Regions from separate parts of the Gossypium arboreum genome. Here region 2 is linked to region 1. A link is a contact called in public Hi-C data. All regions are on one chromosome and are shown on one strand. Each heading gives the region's core, a stretch centred on a gene start, on an enhancer-like site or on the middle of the called end of the contact. The rest is flanking DNA. Distances are from core to core; before and after follow the strand shown. Region 1 holds the start of LOC108476351. Region 2 holds the start of LOC128290525.

Evidence for each region. A called contact is a pair of places that touch in the nucleus more often than the background predicts.
Region 2: a Hi-C map of leaf shows a contact between it and region 1, with 2.3 times the contacts expected there. The contact joins the promoter of LOC128290525 here to the promoter of LOC108476351 in region 1. A contact is called at or near these places in 2 of 5 Hi-C or Micro-C datasets (both in leaf).

What each region holds. Positions count from the first base shown.
Region 1 is chr3:20,975,926-20,979,373 of ASM2569848v2, forward strand. It overlaps LOC108476351, which reads right to left and starts at 1,806. Exons shown (of 11, transcript XM_017778546.2): 1 at 1,493-1,806; 2 at 1,163-1,245; 3 at 942-1,077; 4 at 286-779; 5 at 149-196. The coding sequence starts at 1,694.
Region 2 is chr3:21,143,304-21,146,571 of ASM2569848v2, forward strand. It overlaps LOC128290525, which reads left to right and starts at 1,728. Exons shown (of 2, transcript XM_053026207.1): 1 at 1,728-2,162; 2 at 2,424-2,642. The coding sequence starts at 1,880. The coding sequence ends at 2,497.

The DNA of each region.
Region 1 (3,448 bases), core at 556-3,055:
CAAAGAGATACGTTACTTTTTAGTTTTCTATAGCTTATTACGTTTCCAGTCCCAATGACCTAAATTGGTGGAACTAGCCAGTGCCCCTTAAATGTAAGCTATTCTTCATCCAACTGGTATTTTCCAAATCAATGGTGAAAAGAAATACCTCAGGGCTGAAATCTTCCAGGTTCTGTTGAGGAGGATAGAACGGGATCTGCAAGATGATGATCAATAAAACATCTTCAGTATATAGTGCATTTTAAAGTAACAGAGATACTGAATATTTCCTAAATCCTCTAATACCTGTAATACAAATTCCCCTTGAGTAAGATCATGAGCAACAATAACCCCAATAACTTCGGTGTTGAAAATGAAGAATAGCATCCCAGGCCTCTCATTAAGTAGGTATCTTCCAAGGTCTTTGCTCCAGAAATGAACACTCACAAGCTTTTGCAAGTCTTTTTCGCCTTTCAAATCTATTCCAACGAGCTTCCGTACCATACTTCCAGCACCATCAGCGCCAATAAGAATTTTAGATTGAATTTTTCTCATCAACAACTTACCTTCCTTGGAAAAGGAAACAGTTGCAGTAACACATTCATCAGTTGTGTCAATGGAGACACACTCATACCCCATCAAGATTTCCCCTCCCCTGAGTGGCTCATGATCAAGGCTGTCAGGACCTTCTAACGTGTGAATACCGAAACCAAGATTCTCCAACAGTTTAACAAGTAACCTAGTTAACTTGTATTGCGAGAAGTGTGCAACAGAGACTGGACTAACAATTTTTTCAAAATCTGACAATGGATGCAGATAGTCTTTAGACAACTATTCCATTAAAATAGTAATAAAAAATGCATGAAATTTAAGAAAAAGTGTTAAAACTAATGGAGCTGAGCTGGAATCAGCAACTGGCAAGCCTACAATATATAAAAACCATAGAGACAATAGAATCGAACCTTGAGGATGCATATGGTCCACTGAACCTAGGATAGAGCCAGTTAGTGAAGTACAATATATGAATTTTCCCCATAAATCTACAGGTGGTTGTGACCTTTGAATCTCCTCTGCTAATCCATCCAATTTCCGAAACACCTAACAATGAACAGTTACTATTAAGCTCAATATACCTCCACTAAACATATTACACTCAAATCTTCCATAGAGAAATAAAACCAACCTCCATAGTTCGATTATTGATAAAATGAGCTTGGGGGTGCTTTGAAAACCCCTTGTTTTTCTCCAAAACCGTGCATTTTATCCCTACAAGGCATCACTAGTCACAAGCTACATACTTTAAACATATTAAAAGGAAAAAAAAAATCATAATGAGTTGCATTGATCGACCTAAAATTCGATTAACAAATGGAAAAGGTGAATTAACGTATAAAAGCGCTATAACCAATTAGACAAATTCCATGTAAATGAACCTCATAAAAGTTGAAAATGTGCTCTATTTACTTTGGTTTATAATGAAAAAAGAAAGAAACTTTTAGGTTAAAGACGATACCAAATTTGGTGAGAAGAACAGAGAGAACGAGGCCAACAGGCCCTGCACCAACGATCAGAACAGGAAGAAGAGAGTCACTGCTGTTGAGAATTTTGGTGTCTAAGAAATCTCTCCTTTGAATATAACCATAAGGGTGTAATCTGATTCTGGGTTTGGTTCTATGGAGGAGTTTAAAGCCCTTGATAAACCCTGAAACCCCCATGAACAAGAAGCAGCTGAACCTGAAGCAAAGTGGGAAAAACACGAGGACTCTCGTTCTTTAATGACTGTTGGTTTGGTTTGCAAAATGCTGGGTTTTTCAATAGTGTTTTTTGAGCAGGTTTTTTTGGGTTAGCCCAAATCAATCTTTTGGTGTTTAGGAGTTTAGATTACGAACCCAATGCATTTGCACCCAACCCAGAGTAGTTATAATTTTCTTTTAGGGTAAATATACATTTTGGTATCTTAACCTTCAAGGTTCAATTTGATACTTAAAAGTTTTTTTTTGTCTAATTTGATATTTAAACTTGACTTTTTTGTTCAAATTAGCTTCGTAGTTCAAATTGTTTCAAATAAGTCATTTACCATAAGTACCAATTTGGACCAAAAAGTCAAGTTCAAGTACCAATTTAAACCAACAAGCTAAGTTCAATCACCTAATTAGACCAAATTAAACTTTAGGTATCAATTTGAATTTTAAAGCCAAGTTCAAGTACCTAATTGGACCCAGAAACCTTAGGTGCTAATTTAAACCTTGAAACCAAGTTCAATTACCAAAATGTATATTTGACCTTTCCTTTATACTTTAATGTTTTGGACAACAATGCTTTTAATTGAGACCACTAAATATTAGGTGCAATGCAAAGGGTCATTGCACTTCCGATAGAAGAATGAGATTCAAACTTTAAAAACGATATTATTGAGAGGGACAACAACAAACCCCAAACATAAACAATATAAATTGACATGAAAAATCCAAAAAAAAATGTTTTTAATTGAAGGGTAAACTATCAACATAGTCACTTTTGTTTACCTCAAGTTATATTTTAGTCACTTATGTTTGAAATGTTACATTTTAGTCACTTATGTTATCATTTGTTATGAAATTGTCACTTTACTGTTAAGATATGTTACCTTGCAAATGACAATTCGGCATGACATTTAAAATGGGTTTAAAATGTCAACATGGATGTCCAACCAAGTAAGTTAATTGATTTTTAATTAAATAAACTTAATTAATTGAATTTTCTAAATTAATTAAAGGAAAATGTTAATTTGGCTTCCCGAAATAATAAAAAAATGCATCAAATTAATCCTTGAACTAGAAAAAAAAGAACCCTTGGTCTCCTTTTTCTTTTAGATTTAGTTTCTATTTTGACTAAAAAAACCATAAATTTGGACGAGGTGTCATAGGTGGATCAAACCAATAGAAAAAAAAAAACGGCAACAATGCGTTCTCCCATTCCCATAATTTGGATACCCGAAAAATCTCCTACTTTGAATTTTCATTAACCACGAAGTTCTCAACATAGCCGGGAAACCACAATAGCAAACAAGTATAGAAGTTGGTGCGTTCATTTCTTCTTCTTCTTCTTCTTTTGTTGTTTCGCTCTTCTGTTCTTTTCTCTGATGGTAACAAAAAAAATTAATTGTTGCATTTTTAAAAAAAATTTGAAGGAAATTGGGTTTTAAGGTAAAATTTTGTATCCTATTTTCATAAAAAGAACTTTTAACTTTTCTCATCTCAGTTGAGTATCCACGTTGACATTTAAAACTCATTTTAACTGTCACGTTAGACTACCGTTTGGGAGATAACATATTTTAACAGTTGAGTGACCATTTTGTAACAAATCGATAGCGTAAGTGACTAAAACGTAGCATTTCAAACATAAGAAATTAAATTGTAACCTTAGACAAAAAAAAGTGACTACTTTGATGGTTTACCTTAATAAACCATTCTCTATCAAAGGCTAATAA
Region 2 (3,268 bases), core at 478-2,977, 170 kb after region 1:
AATAGAATAATGAAAAGTTCTCTAAACTTAATCTAATAAAAATATTTAAAATGCAATAAAAAATAAAAATGAACCTGACAAAATATTCAATATCAAAATCGATGATTTAATAAGTTAGTTCAATTTAATTAAATAAATTATTAAAAATTCATATAAATAAACATAGAGAGAATAGATTCAATCACTTATTTAATAGGTTTTTGAGTCAATCAATTTAATTTTTACTTTAATCAATTCTCAATTTAATTGATCGATCCAATCCAATTTAATAAAAAGTACGAAAAATTTTAAAAGAAAATGAAATAAAATAAAACAGGCATCACAAAATCAAGCTGAAACATGTAAAGTAATTTTCATGTATCTATTTTAATAGTAGTTATAGATTATAGATATGAGATCATTGAAGAAGTTTAAAAGACTTGTGGTTGAACTTGAAACGTGCAGGAGCCAGGAGGGTTAGGTTAATCCTAAAGTGAGTCCAAGAAAATTACAATTCAATACATCACCCAGAATGATTAATACCCATCATGATCACTGGTTCCCTTGCTTATTTGACCCACAGCTTTAATTCTCAACAGCTTGCTACGGAGGATGAAAGTGAAACAGCCTGGATATGGTGGCATCCTATATCAACCTGAAATTTAGTGTCTCTTTTCGGATTATTATTCTTAACTTTAATCTATTTTCACATTAATTTAAAATTTGTAAATAGTTTTTTTATGTAAAAAAACTAAACGTTAAAAATCAGTAAAACTGAATGTTGCGAAAAAATGACGAAAAGAAAGATTCAAACTGACACTGAAAAATAAATACGATGAAAAGTGAGTTTTAGTAGTTGTTAGGATTGTTTTAGAGAAATTTACAAGAGAATTTAAAATAAGCTAAAAAGATTAAAAAGCTCCATTTATAAGCCTCAAAAGAGGTTATTAATGCACAATTATAGAAAGAAAAAAAGAGTGAACTTGCTACAAGTATTGGATAATGCAATTTAAACAAATTACAAATGCTAGAAATCTTACACGCATATGCGTGTACAACACTTTAAAAATAACATATAATAAATAATAAACGTATGATTTAATCATAATAACATATGAAATATGTATGATATTAAAAAAATTGAATTACAAATAAAACGAAATTTCAACACATAAATATATCATATTAATATGACGTCATTAAAATGAAGGTAATAAATTGCGCATATTAAAATAAAAACGTATGAAAACACTAAAATGAAACTTTGGTTGAGGGTCAATTTATAATTTTATTAATACAATTGGTGTGGGTTCAAATCCCACCATATTTTTATTAGTTTTTGTTTAAATAAAAAGACTAAAATACCCTCAAATAGTATAACCCATTTTAATTTCAAAAAGGCATTTCTATAATTTTTCTAACCGAGTTAGTAATTCAATTAAGGGTGGCACTAATTCAATAAAACACTTAATAAATAGTACGCATTACATGAAAGTTTCACTTAGATATTATTTCTAATAAACAAAGTGTTACTTGTATGTTTAAATATAAGAGTACCTTTTGTTTTACTAGGAGGAAAACACATATTTCATTGAAAGGTAAAGTTAAAAGTGCACATTTTAATAATATCTATATTCTAATTCTTCAAGTCATACTTTCTAAGACATTTCAATAATGGAGTAATTTAGGAATCTTGCCAACCTTTTAAAGTTTTTTTTTTTTTTTTTTATTTACGAAAAAAAGTTCACTTCATAACATAAACACAATCAAAATACAGTACAACAATGACATTCAGCCCAAGACAATGATTCCAAACATAAGCGGTCAACTCTTCTAAAAGCATAAATAGAGGAGGGATCATTACCATTCACATAGGTGTTAGCATTAATGTTTTCCACTAATGAAAAACATTAGTGCGTATGATCTTCATTACCGAATGGCTTCCATTTTTACTAGAAATCTTGCTTACAAGAATGGGAGAAAAACAATAAAGCACATTTTGAGAAAGAGCCAAGCATCAACAACCGCTAGTCGGGAGATGCCGGAGGAATCCGAAAATTCGAGCCACCCCAAACAGGTCAGCCACCAGCGCACCAAGCCCAAATCAGCAACCATACAACTACTACAGAAGACGGCGGAAATCTTGGAATATGACGGAACAAAACAAAAACAAACTTTTGAAGGTAGTTACACAACTTTTACATGGTTGCATGTATTTCCAACAACATTTTTAAGTAATTCAGAATTATGCACGCTATTGCATGTCAAGAGCATCCCATGTTATAGAGTGGTTCATCAAGAAGTGTTGAAACCAAGATAAAAAGTATAAAAGCATTAGTAATAAAAATAAATATTTACTTCCATCTAAAACGAATGTGTAACTTGTAACATTAAAAGAAAAAGAACTCCAATGAAAATATATACTACGTTTTTCTTTGGAACAGCCGAATATTTGAAAAAAAAAATGCTGGTGGATGATCCTCGTTTTGGGAAAGAGGCATTGGCATGGATACAATAAACAGGCAGTGAGAGTGCTTTTGGGGTCCCAATGCTTCCATGCGTCAGTAGAAAACAAAAATGTATGGTGGACCAAATTTAGCACTAACAAATCCTTGATTCTACCCTTTTCAGCATTCACTGACGGATCTATTTCCCACTCAATTATCTATTTCACTGAATTTCAAGTGCAGCATAGATATATATTGCATCATGGTGTGTATGTGTCCTTTCGTCACTGTTATATGGTGATGGGTTGGGTAGCAAAAGCCATAAATACCTTGTCCAGTAATTGGGTGGGGACAAATTTTTTTGAGACTTCTTCACTTGTTGCAATCAATCTTTGTTTCTAAAGAAACTTTTTAAAGTTATCATCATTACATAAAGACACCGGTTGAGCTATATTGTAGACCTGGGTAGGCATAGAAGACCTGCCTATATAGCAATGTAGTAGCCACGAACTACAAACAAAACCAAACTGGTCCAACTATACAAAGCGGAGAAAACTGTTGAAAATCTATGCCTCATACGAGACAGTCTCCAAAGACAAGTAAAACCTACCACTCTATTACAAAGAAAAGGATTTCCATTGCCTGAATCAGTCTTACCCGCCAATAACAACATTAACCCAACACTCTCAGCCGTAAGGAGGCAGACCCTTGATGTGAGTCTTTATACACATCCTTGCTGTCATGGAAGTGGAAATTTCTTTAACCTAAAACAACAAAAATTCAATGGAAACCCAACCAAAATCGAGTTCCCGTGAAATTTCAACAGAAAATGCCACTAAAAA